Linked DNA regions of Ovis aries: region 1 is linked to region 2. The links are chromatin contacts, called in public Hi-C maps. All regions are on one chromosome and are shown on one strand. The core of a region is the stretch at or near the end of the contact, and the rest is flanking DNA. Distances in the headings are between cores, read along the strand shown.

Region 1 (6,265 bases), core at 1,835-4,334, 260 kb after region 2:
AATTTTCCTCTTTATTCTCTTCCCCACTGGCGTGCAAACAGAACCAGAGCACGGCTACTCTTAAAAAATAACAAAATGTTTTATACACATTTCTGTATATACAACTGAACAAAATTTTACATGTCCCTTTTGCACAGCAAAAGATATAAACATTGGACTCTGAGAACACAGTTATGTACAAGGAAACCAAAAAGATGTCAAAAATACTTCACAACAGTGCAAAAATATTTTACACAGTATCACGGAGTGAGATCTTTTGAGCAGGAGCAAGGTGTGTGTGTTTCTTAAGGAAAACTTTTTCTAGGTATTGGATGTCAATAACTGTAAACAAAATGCGACTTTCTTTCACCCCTCTCCCTTCCCCACTAGTTATTTGAGGAATTTGGCAGAATTTCAAGGGTCTGAGTCTGAGGTAAACAACCCAAGCTCTCGCACCAAAAAGACTGGGTCCAAGGAGGTGGCATTAAAGCCTCAAACACTGTGAAAGCAATTAAAAAAAACACACACACACACACAAAAACTGCCATGTCAATGACAACGCTAGGCCCTCCCAGATGGCCGGTGGGGGAGGAAGTTAACCCCTCCTCCTCAGGCCCCAGCTGCCCCACAAACAGGAAACTTGCTAACACCAGCGGCCTTTCCCTTCCCCAGACCCCAGATGGCGACCTCTTTCCCCTTCCTTGTAGGGTTCCCCTCCCCCGTATCTCCACTTGCAATCTGAGCCCCGCTTCAAACACAGCCATTTGTATGGGTGTAGAGAGGGAGGGTCTGGGCCTCAAGTGTCCCATTTCCCCTTTCCTGGGCCAGGTCGGGAGGTAAGGAAGTGGTGGAGAGACGCGTCGGGGTCACGATCGGGCGCCAGGGGTGCGCACAGGACATTGCTGGGAGCTCAGCCCGAGTGGGGCTCGTCTGGGCTGGCGCAGTCCGCAGGGCCGGATGGGTCCCCGGCGGTGGCAGTGTTGGCATCCGGGCCCCCTCCTTCAATGGAGCTCTCGCTACCCGTGCTCTCGCCCGACAGCAGGCGCGTCACCCGCAAGTCCGCCTGCAGGCTGCGCACGTCGTTGCCAAAGCTGAGCTCGCCCAGGTCGTTAATAAGCTGCGAAAGCTCGGCCCTCATGTCGGAGGTGTTGCCCAGCAGCAGAGGCGACCCAGCCTCAAGGCCCGGCGAGACCCCGCCGCCCCCTAGCGCCTCCTCGTGGCCACTCTCCAGCGTGTCCAGCAAGTCCCCGCATTCGAAGTGCATGGCCACCACCAGCGCCCGCTTCGCTTCGGCCTCTGGCTCTGCCGGCTCTCCCTCCCCAGCTCGGTCCTCCTCCTCGGGGCAACCCTCCGCGTGCTCCTCTTCCTCTTCCTCCTGCAGCTCCTGCTCCTGCTGTTCGCCGAGCAGGTCCTCGGTGATGGAGCCGAGCTTGGGCGCACTTCGGCTGCGCTCCACCGGCGGTTTGTAGCAGCAGGGTCCGTGCAGGAGCAGCTTGCGCAGCGGCACTAGCGGGATGGTGTGAGCGCCAACCAGCTCCTGCTGCTGGTGACGCGCATCGTCCCGCCGCTTGAGCCGTTTAAATTCCGCCAGAGCATTGGCCGACGTCTGGTAGAGCAGCAGGGCCATGGCCTGCGCCTTCTCGGGCTTCGACACGAGTACCGCGTGACAGCGCAGCATGACCGCCTTGTGCTTGAGCTCGTGCCGGTACACCCAGGCGAAGACCTTGGGCAGTCGCGCGTCCGCCACACAGTAGGTAACGCGGTGCAGCAGGTACAGGTGGCCAGGACGCCGCAGCGCGCGCTCCTCGGCGTGCACCATGCGGATACCCTGCGCACTCACAGTCAGCTTCATCTTGGTGCCCTGACGGCCCGCCTCGCTCTTGCTCCAGATCTTGCCCACCGCTAGGTCGGTGCAGCCGTCGCCGCGCGCCTGGATGGTGGTGGCATTGCCCAGGTAGAGCACAGTATAAGTGGGGTCCTCGCTGGTGATGTGCAGTTTCTTGCGCTTGGAGCGGAACATGCTGCCCACCCGGCTGAGCGCGCCTTCGGGGCACGCCCTCGCTAGCGAGCTGAGCGCCGAGTAGTGCAGGCTCACCGCGTAGCCCTTGGGCTTGGACGCCTGCCGTGGCGGCGCCTCGGCCAGCAGCTCGAACTTGTGCTTCTTCCACGGCAGCATCTCCGGAGGGTGCCCCCGCGCAGCTGGGCGGCGGCGGCGGAGCGCCGGTTGAGAGCCCGGCTGAGCCACCCGCCCCGGCCGGGCTCGGCCCGGGCAAGACCGAAAAATAAAACTGCTGGGAGTGGCCCAATCAGGAGTGGGGGCGGGGGAATGGGGGTGTATAAGGCTCGAAAACCCAGCAAAAGAGGTAGGGGTCGAATTTCTTTCTTTTTTTTTTTAAGATTTAACTGCAAGGGGGAGGAGGGAAGGAGCACACAGATTTACCCCAGCCTGAGCAGGATCAGGGCAGAGTCTTAAGCAGGCAAAATGAGAGAAAGACAGCACAAGAGTGGGGCGGAAAACGTCTTTAGAAAAAAAGAGATGTGCGCGTGCAAATAAATGAAAAAGCCCCCAGAAAAAGCAGCCGGGGTGGTGCGAGAATACGCAGGAACTCCTCGGCGAAGGTGAATAAGGGCCCCCCTCTCACACACACACACAGTCGCTAGGGCCAGAAACCGCGGAAACTCAACCGCGAGTGTACCCAGGGGTCGCTACTCCCCACCTCCAAGGGGTGCTGGAGGCAGAGAGCCCCTTGGTTGAGCGGGTCCCAGAAGCAGTTGCTTGCTCCAAGTGCGCTCGGATGGTGGGTCCGGATGGCCGCGGCGGGCCCCGCGCAGCAATCCCCCCGTGGCTCACTGCATCTTCCCACAGGCAGGACGCCGAGGACTTGGGCTCCGCGGCTCACTGTTAGGGCTGGCTCGGCGGGGGCAGCGCGGGGCTCCGAGGGCCAGGCGTGCGCATGGTCGGCTCCCGGGACGGTCGCTACCTCATTTCTTTTCTCCGGAGGGTGTCTGACTCGGCTCCCGGGATACCCTGGCTCGGCTGCCAGCCTTTGCAGCGCGCCCTCTCCGGTGCTACGAGCGGTAGCTGCCTCGCCAGCCTCACATCCTTGCCGTCCGAGAGGAAGATCTCGGGTAAATATAGGCCGGCACAAACCATTCGCCGCGCGGGGACAGGGGAGGAGCAGAGACAAGGATCTGTTTCAGGCTTGGACGCCTCGCGGTTTGCCAATCTCTTAAAGGGATCTGGTTGCAGCCATTGGTTGGGGGAAAGGGGAGACCGCTCCAGTCTGGCAATTTCATCCCAAATTTACCAATATCCCCTATATCTACAGAAATCTCCAAGACCTGGGGTTACCCCGCAGGAAAAGCAACTTGAATTCTGACACTCCACCCCCAGGCTGAATTGCAACTCACTAAATAAATGTATGTCTCCATCGAAACTTCTGGGGGAGGCGGTGGAAGGTGGGATTTACACTCTAATATGCAAAAAAGGTTGGGGAAATAGTAATTCTTTCTGTGTGTGAGAGCTTTCTGAGAATGACTGGGTGCTATTTTTTTCCGCAGAATTTTATTCTTTCAAAGAAAATAAAGAAGGGCAGAGAAAACATCTTTCACTTTCTTGGAGCCCTTTCTCCACAGGTGAAGAGCAGATAGTGAAAAGAGAGATGAGTGGTAATAAGATGGTTGGAGTGAACACTAAAGTATGTATTTGATAAATAAGCTCCTAACTCCCAGCAGTGGCCCTGCCTTCTGTCAGGGCCTAAGCGGGAGAGCACTTTTCTGAGATATATACAGTTTCTAAATAAACCTGGTGTGGGGTGAAGAACTCAGTTTACTTTGGCTTGCCAGTCATTTAGTTTTATTACATCACTATCACATTATGAATGAAAATTCCTAGTAAAAATTCAAATGACTTTTATTTGTTTCAAATAATGCCCACCCACCCTCCATGAGAATGATTAACATTAATCATTCTCTTGTGCCAGCTTGACACTGTCGCTTTAATCATCTGGCTGGCTTGACCCTTGGTTAGTAACTCATTTCTGGGCCCAGCTTTCCTCTACGGTCTACTCACTCAAAGCAAAACCCCTTGTAGCGGGAATGTGTAATAATTGTCCTGATAACCCTGCATGGAACACCCAAATTCATCCCACAGGAGAACAATAGACCCTCCCACTCTCCAGGCCCAGGCTTCTGGGGATCTGGATGTTTCTGGCTTCCGTGCCAGGTCCTGATCTCAGTACAACCATAATCCCTCCTGGGGATTCTCTGGCCCTCTATTTTTGCTAACTTTTAACCTTTCTTTGAAAGTAAGTGAAATTCACTCAGTTGTGTCCAACTCTTTGCGACCTCATGCACTCACTGTATGTCCATGGAATTCTCCAGGCCAGAATACTGGAGTCGGTAGCCTTTTCCTTCTCCAGGGATCTTCCCAACCCAGGGATCGAACCCAGGTCTCCCGCATTGCAGGCAGATTCTTTACCAGCTGAGCCACGACTCAATTTGCTAGAGTCATGGGTACTGAATTTCAGTTTAACTAACTTTCCTGAGTACCTTTTGGTACCAGGCCCTGAACTGGGATCTTACAGACCTAATTCCTGTCTTCAAGAAACTCCCAGTCCAGTGAAGGATATAAACTTCACCCAACTCTGGGCTTCTGCTGGAACGTAAATTCTATGAGAGCACCCTGTCTGCCTCAGTGCCTGGCACCACTTAATTGTTGAATGAATGAATGGAACATGCATGTAAACAAGAAGACGGAGTGGATCAAATGCCCTGCGAAGATCCCAGAGTACTCTGAGAAGCTGGAGAAGAAAAGAGTCTTTGTGACTAGGAAAATCAAAGAAGGTTCCACAGAGGTGGTTATGTTTAGAATGAATGAGACATCCCCAAGCCGGAAAGAGTTAAAGGGCTTTCCAGATATAGCAAACATAGAACATAAAAATGCACATGTGCAGTTGAGGCTGGCATTTAATAACAATGAAACGGGAGAACTCTCCTGGTGGTTCAGTGGTTAAGAGTCCACCTGCCAATGCAGGGGACGTGGGTTCCACCCCTTGCCTAGGAAGATTCTACACGCCATGGGACAACTAAGCCCATGTACCACAACTAACGAGGCCCACGTGCCCTTCAGCCTGTGCTCTGCAACAAGAGAAGCCCTGGCAACGAGAAGATCACACCGCAACCACAGAACAGGCCCTGCTCTCCGCAACTAGAGAAAGCCTGCATCCAGCAGCAAAGACCCAGGGCAGCCAAAACAAAATAAATTAAATAGTTTCTTTGAGTGAAAGAGGAAAATTTCCTGATCAAACAAGGAATTCTCCTGATCATGCTTTCTGGGCTCTCCTAGTCTCTAAGAGAAGGAATGGCCTTTTCATGGCTGGCTGGGCCCAGAATGTCATTAGATCAGAGCTATAATGACTTAACCCTCAACTGCACTGATAGGTTAATGGAGGCAAGATGTTGGAAGGAGCTGGTTAGGACTGTAATAAGCCACTTAAACCAAGGTTAATTCCTCTTCTGCTTGCATTTCAGGAATATCTTATAGTGGCAATGAAGTAGAGAGAGTAAGTGGTCCAAACAAAAAAAATCCTAGAAAAAACACACCAAATTAACTTGTGCTTCCCTGGTGGCTCAGAGGTTAAAGCGTCTGCCTCTAACGGGAGACCTGGGTTCGATCCCTGGGTCGGGAAGATCCACTGGAGAAGGAAATGGCAACCCACTCCAGTATCCTTGCCTGGAGAATCCCATGGACGAAGGAGCCTGGTGGGCTACAGTCCATGGGGTCGCAAAGAGTCAGACATGACTGAGCGACTTAAGTGACCTTTAGCTAGTCCATATCTCAAAGTCTAGACTCTACAAAAGCAGACATCATGTCCAAGCAGTTAACATTTCCAAATTACTCAGAGGTCCAAGGATTACGACAAGGCTGTATATTGTCACCCCGCTTATTTAACTTCTATGCAGAGTACATCATGAGAAACATTGGGCTGGAAGAAGCACAAGCTGGAATCAAGATTGCCAGGAGAAATATCATCTTCAGATATACAGATGATACCACATTGATGGCAGAAAGCAGAGAGGAACTAAAGAGCCTCTTGATGAGGACGAAAGAGGAGAGTGAAAAAACTGCCTTAAAACTCAACATTTGAAAACTAAGATCATGGCATCCAGTCCCATCACTTTATGGCAAATAGAACGGGAAAAAGTAGAAGCAGTGACAGATTTTATTTTCTTGGGCTCCAAAATCACTGTGGACGGTGACTGCAATCATGAAAATTAAAAGACA
Region 2 (6,276 bases), core at 1,572-4,071:
TGAATATCTAGTGCAGAGAAGAAATTTGCAAATATAGCTGGCAGAAGCTCCTGTTCTTGGGAAACCCCATACAAATGACCACAGCTGGAGAGGATGGCCTTGCAGGCCTACCCAGGGCCCTCAGCTACCCTGTTCCTCCTAGAAGGACCTTGCAGGAAATCCTGTCAGACTGACACCGAGAGGTGGCGGCTGCAAAGCCTCTGAGTTTTGTGAGGTTTCTGTTCAGTCAGACCCCTGACATTATGAGAGGAGACCTGAGCACTGTTTCTGACCTAGAGGGTCACTAGGTGTGTGATTCAGTGATGAGGCTGTTTCCTTCTCTGGGGATGGGAGTGAGGAGGGGTAGCAGTGGACTAAATGGTCTTTAAGGTCCCTGTGACCCAGTCCTACAGGAAGGGGGAAAGTTTCTGGATTAGCATTGTTTTGATCTCAGCAAGCTTTGAAGCCCAACATTCCCAAAAAGAGGGCTTCCCTGGTGGCTCAGTTGGTAAAGAATCTGTCTGCAATGCAGGGGACCCGATTTTGATCCCTGGGTTGGGAAGACCCCCCTAGAGGAGGGCATGGCAACCCACTCCAGTATTCTTCCCTGGAGAATCCCATGGACAGAGGAGCCTGGCAGGCTACAGCCCATGGGGTCGCAAAGAGTTGGACACAACTGAAGAGACTTGGCATGCACGAACAGAAAGAAGGAATACTTATTTAACCATAGAATTACACTACACATATTGTCTACATATTTTTTCCACAAATCTGGGAGGGAGAAAAACAGTATAGTGCAGAATTATGCTCAGGACCTTAGGGTGGAAGTTGGACTGTACTCTTGACTCTTTCGTTGCCTAAATTCCTCTTAGATTTTGCTTCTTCAGCTGGGTCCTGGCTCAGCTATGGTTGACTAAACAACTAGGCACTTCATAAACGGAATCTCCATTAGAACTTTTTGTGCTCTGGTTAGTTTTATTCTCCTGAGCTTCTTTGCTTCTGTCCAGAGGGACAGGCAAGCTGTCTTCTGGTGTCTTCGGGGCTGTTGTGTGGTGGAGATGTTGCACAGGGTTTGCTATACCTGGTGAGGAATCCCACCAGACAAGGTCCTGACTCACCCTGATTCTAGACAACTCACTTCTGAGGAGTTTTTCCTCAGCCATATTAGTCAGGGCTCTTTCAGTAGAACGTGACAGAAACCCAACTCACACTTGCTTTAATACGAAGTGGAATTTTGGACTCAGGAAACTGGGAAAGACAGGGGTAAAATGGACATTAGGTGTCTGGATTGCAGGCTCAATGATGTCAGCTTTCTTTCAACAGTTCAGTTCAGTTCAGTCGCTCCGTCGTGTCCAACTCTTTGCAACCCTGTGAACTGCAGCACGCCAGGCCTCCCTGTCCATCACCAACTCCTGGAGTTCACTCAGACTCATGTCCATCGAGTCCGTGATGCCATCCAGCCATCTCATCCTATGTCGTTCCCTTCTCCTCCTGCCCCCAATCCCTCCTAGCATCAGAGTCTTTTCCAATGAGTCAACTCTTCGCATGAGGTGGCCAAAGTACTGGAGTTTCAACTTCAGCATCATTCCCACCAAAGAAATCGCAGGGCTGATATCCTTCAGTGCCCAATCACTTTTCTCTCTTTGTAATTTGTCTTCTTTTTTATTTTTTCTATTACAAATAGAAATATTTGGCATGGGAGTCGGGGGAGAGGAGTCTGCATGGCTGCAGACAACCCAGCTGAAACCACTCCTGTTAGTGGCCCTAAAAGAAAGAACTTCAGTGTACACAAGTCTCAGGAGAGGCTCTAATTGGCTGGCTTAGGCCACATATCCACCTCTGGGACCTACACCATATCCAGGCCAGGTTAGGGCAGCAGGGTTGTAGCCACTGGCAGTCAAATCCCATGGAACAAGGGGGTGGGGTGGGGTTGGGGGTGGTGGTGGTAGTGGTGGTGGTGGTGGTAGTGGTGGTGGTGGTGGTGGTGGTGGTGGTGGTGGTGTGTGTGTGTCTGTGTGTCTGTGTGTGTGTGTCTGTGTGTGTGTGTAGCATTTTCGTAAATGAGGGGATATTGTTATCAGAGTGAGGTCAGAGGAATATTGTGAGAGATCAAAACAACAGAAACCCACTATCCAGGTTGAGCAATGGTAAAGAATCCCCCTGCCAATGCAGGAGACTGTAAGGGATGCACGTATGATCCCTGAGTCCCGGAGTTTCCCTGGAGGAGGAAATGGGCAATCCACTCCAGTACTGTTGCCTGGAAAATTCCATGGACAGAGGAACCTGATAGGCTACAGTCCATGAGGTCACAAAGAGCCGGGACATGACTGAGCAGGGCACACACACACACACACACACACACACACACATACTGTAACAAGAACAGAAAGAACTTGACAGACAGAACCGTTGGGTATAAAATTAACTAGATAACTGAAAAAGGAGACCCCCCCCCGCCCCCCAAGGACGACAGTGGTGGCAACTTCAGGAATCAGCCACCATTCCCCTGGCTGAAGGAGCAAAGCACAGAGGAGGAGCTCTGCAGAGCTGGAACTCATACTTGGGAGGAAGGAGGGCCGCGTGCCTGGAACCAGACCTTCCCAGTAGGGGCGCCAGCTGGCTGTTAACATTGTCTCTTGGCGGTCAGGGTGGGGTGAAACGGGTTCTGCAGGAGCTGGAAAAGCTGCAAACTGGAGTCAGCTGCTGTTCCAGTTTGGCCTTGGCTGGGGCCGGGGGAAGAATAGCGGTGGGATGGTGTTCACGGAAACAGGAAGCCTGCAGGAAGCAGACGGGGAACAAACAGGAAAGAGTAAGCCGGCTCTCCGCCTCCAGCCCGTAGGGGCCTTCTTGCGCCCCCTATCGCCATAGCTTACACAGCGCTAGCCGGCAAAGCCATGTGAGGGAGGGCATGGAATCCTGGCTCGGGCCCAGAACAGTGACTTGACAACTGACCCCGGTGTCTTACTGCAGGCTTTCTGGGTGGTGTGGCTTCCAGAGTAGCAATCTGTGTCCCTCAGGAGGCTGTGAACTCCTAGAGGTCAGGGGCATGTCTGATGTATCTGTGTCCTTCTCAGGGCCTGGAACCCTGCCTGGGCTGAGCTGGCCCTAGTAAGTGTATGGCAGGAGGCCAGGGTAAGTGGGTCCTGGGGCAACTCTGCAGCCCGCCCTGCTCAGCCTTTAGAGTTCCTGCCTGTCTTCCCCTGGGGTGTGATTCTAGGTTCTTGCTGGAGTCCTGCATGGACCAGGGAGGGAGTGAGTTAAACCCCCACCGTGAGCAGCTTGGGGTAGGCTCTGCCCAGCCTGGTTGATGAGCCCACCTCTCCCACCCACCCCCGCCCCACCAATTTCTCATTCTCACCTACTTTCTGATAAAGTCAGAAGTAGGGTCCCCGCCTCACCATGAGTTAGATATGTGAGTTTGGGCAGGTTATTGGACCATTCTGAGCCCCAGTTTCCCCAGAACTCCCCCTTCAGTCTTTTATTCTCAGCACCAAGAAGCAAGAGGAAAGTCTTGGTCCTCTCCATCCATGTATATCTCCCCTTCCTCCAGTTCCCCTCCCCTATCCCTGTTCTTAAAAGGAGTGATAATTCAGCATCATAGTTAGGCTTTGAGATGCAGTCAGTATCAGCAAGACAGAGATCTGTTTAACTGAGAGAAAAGCAAATATCCAAGACAACTGGGACTTGCTGGGCAGGGGTCCTGGGATCTCTACAGGATGAAGCAGGGCCCCATGGTGAGGAGATGGGAGAAGCTGAGGTGGAAAGGGGGCTCTGCATCAACCCTGAGGAAGCAGGACAGGTGAGAACCATCTCCTGGCTCCCAGTGAATTCCAGATCCGCTGAACATGTGAGCCAGACTTTTCAGGTGAAGACCTGAGCCTCCTAGCCTCCAGCTGCTGTAGGGAAGGACAGCAAGGGGACAGGCCCCATGGGGGTAAAGGACCCTCAAAGACTTGACAGGGCCATGTGGGAAATGGGAATGGGCCAGTGCTCCATACAGAGAAAACACTCCCATAATAAATGGTAGCTTTAGCTCCATTATAGCCCTTATCACGCCTGGCCTCTACTAAGGTTTCTGTGTACAAGTTTATCTCCCTCACTAATCTTGAGTTCTTTCAAGGTAGAGGCTGTGTCTAATTTTTCTCTGGTGGTATTGTGCCCAGAGGATATGGGGGTAGTGGTGTCTGGAGACCACAGTCAAGGCTAGATGAGTGTTAGGAGGGCCTGCCGTGGCAGTGTGGCCTAGGTATGGCTGTGAGCTGAGGAAGGGGCATAAGTGGTGGCAGACTTGACATTTCCCAGAGAGGGACCCTGGCAGGCAGGTGGAGGAGATCATAGTACAGAGCCGTCTTTCTCAGCCAAGGGAGAGATCAGCAATGAACCAGGTGTCCCAAAGGGAGGCTAACTGCTCCTGAGGACTGATGGGGCTTCCGGGATCTGCTTGGCGTCATCCCAGCCAGAGAGCACCTGCTTCCTTAAGAACTGCAGTTTCCTTTGTTGAATGCAGCCCCCAGATGAGGAATGGTTCGGGCTGTGCTTTTCCTCTCTTTTCTTTTTTGGAATGAGCCACTCTTGGGGAAGATTCCAGTGCCTGGCGACTTGAAACACTGGGGCTGGGATGGAGACCGACATTTTCCAGAGCAGTCCCTCAGCACGGTCAGCATGTCTCCCTCCATCTGCTTGGCTGTGTGTCTACCTGCGATGCTTAATGCTGGTGGACAGGTTTGCTGATTGGCCACTCTCTGGAGGGCCCTTCTTTGCAACTGGGCAGTGGGGCTGGTGGGTGGAGAGGCTTCTGAATCCAGGCTGCTGACCTTGTTCCTGCGGTCCAGACACAAAGTAGGGGGTGGACGTGCCTTTCCTTCCCTGCTTAATAATCATCCCTGCTGGGCCCCCTCAACTTGAAAGATGGGGCATAGTACCTGTAATGAGTGATGACTCAGGAGTCAGCCTGCTCGTGTCTGAATCCTGACTTCATGTCACCCGGGGCAAGTCAGTTCTCCTCTTGAAGCCTCAGTTTTCTCATCTGTAAATTAACTATCCCGGAAAGTTATATGAAGCTTAAATTAGATAATTAGGGTGAGAAGTTTAAGCACAGGGCCTGGTACTTGATAAGCAGTGATGAAGTATAGTTTTTATTAGTAGTAGTACATTTCCTGTGGCTGCTGTAACAACTTACAATAAACTGTGTGGCTTTCAACACCCAGTCACAGTTCTGATGTACAGGTCCGAAATCAAGGTGTCAGCAGGGCCGTGCTCCCCTCTGGAGGCTCTAGGAAAGAATCTGCTCCTTGACTTTTCCTTGGCTGCCAGCATTCCTTGGTTTGTGGCTCCCTCATTCCAGTCTTCGAGGCTGGCCTCTTCACATCTCTCTACATGATCTGTCTTTGCCTGGCCTTCTCCATATGTGTGTGGTCAAAACTCCCTTTGCCTCCCACTTATAAAGAGGGATGTGATTCAGTGGAGGTGAACCTCAGTTTAGTCACATCTGCAAAGAATCTTTTCTTTTTTACTCACATAAGTAACATTCACAAGTTCCAGGGATTATGATCTTTGGGGGGCCACTTTTCAGTTTAACGAAGAGGGAAAGACTAGAGTGTGGGGGAGAGACTTTGAAGTCACTGGTCACTGTCCTAGGACAGGCTCCCTATAAGCAGACCCTGGCTGAGGCTTCGTGTGCACCAGGTTTATTAGGGAAGTTCTCCCAAGAGGAACTAGGAAGAATGGGAAAAGCGGGTCAGAGAAGCGAAAGGAGCTAGTCATGCCAAATTGGAAGCCCCAGTCTCAGGCTACTCCAACAGGTAGATTTAAGGAGAAAAACCTCTGATGAAATGGACTCTCACTTTTATCCAATCTTATTTCCTTCCTTTTCCTTCCTGAGGAAATTTTTGTCGTAAATTTGATAGGTTCCTTCTTGTCCACCTCAAAAATGTTTCTAACATATGTATGTGCCCATAAGCAATGTAATGTCTTATTTTAAAAAATTTGTAACAATATAAATAAATTATATTGATTTTATACATCTTTCTAGCTCCTTTTTTTTTTTTTACTCGGGTTTGGGGGATCTGTCATATAATATGTGTATTTTTCAATTTAAATAAAAACTGCAGAGCTGTCCTCCAAGTAGCCTTGCTAATTTGTCCCTTAACATGGAGCATATATGTTCCTATTCCCTCACATCCTCGAAAAGATGAGTATTAGACCTTTGACATTTTTCCAAAGCAAGGGGAGTGAAATGAAATCATGACATTTTCATTTGTTCTTCCATGAATGCTTGGGAAGTTGAGCATCTTTTCA

What was found. Hi-C and Micro-C count contacts between places; a contact is called where the count stands out from the background.
Region 1: a Hi-C map of tail adipose tissue shows a contact between it and region 2, with 3 times the contacts expected there. The contact joins the promoter of FAM43A here to the enhancer-like site in region 2. A contact is called at or near these places in 2 of 16 Hi-C or Micro-C datasets (muscle and tail adipose tissue).

What each region holds. Positions count from the first base shown.
Region 1 is chr1:193,684,891-193,691,155 of ARS-UI_Ramb_v3.0, forward strand. It overlaps FAM43A (family with sequence similarity 43 member A), which reads right to left and starts at 3,085. Exons shown (of 1, transcript XM_012108037.4): 1 at 61-3,085. The coding sequence starts at 2,155. The coding sequence ends at 890.
Region 2 is chr1:193,420,715-193,426,990 of ARS-UI_Ramb_v3.0, forward strand. No RefSeq gene overlaps it. Among named protein-coding and RNA genes, the nearest start is that of FAM43A, 260 kb to the right of the region's middle. Within about 2 kb of position 2,822, at least 29 of the 54 cell types and tissues checked have an H3K27ac peak or open chromatin away from gene starts, as enhancers often do. A contact at or near this core is called in muscle and tail adipose tissue, where this site is marked.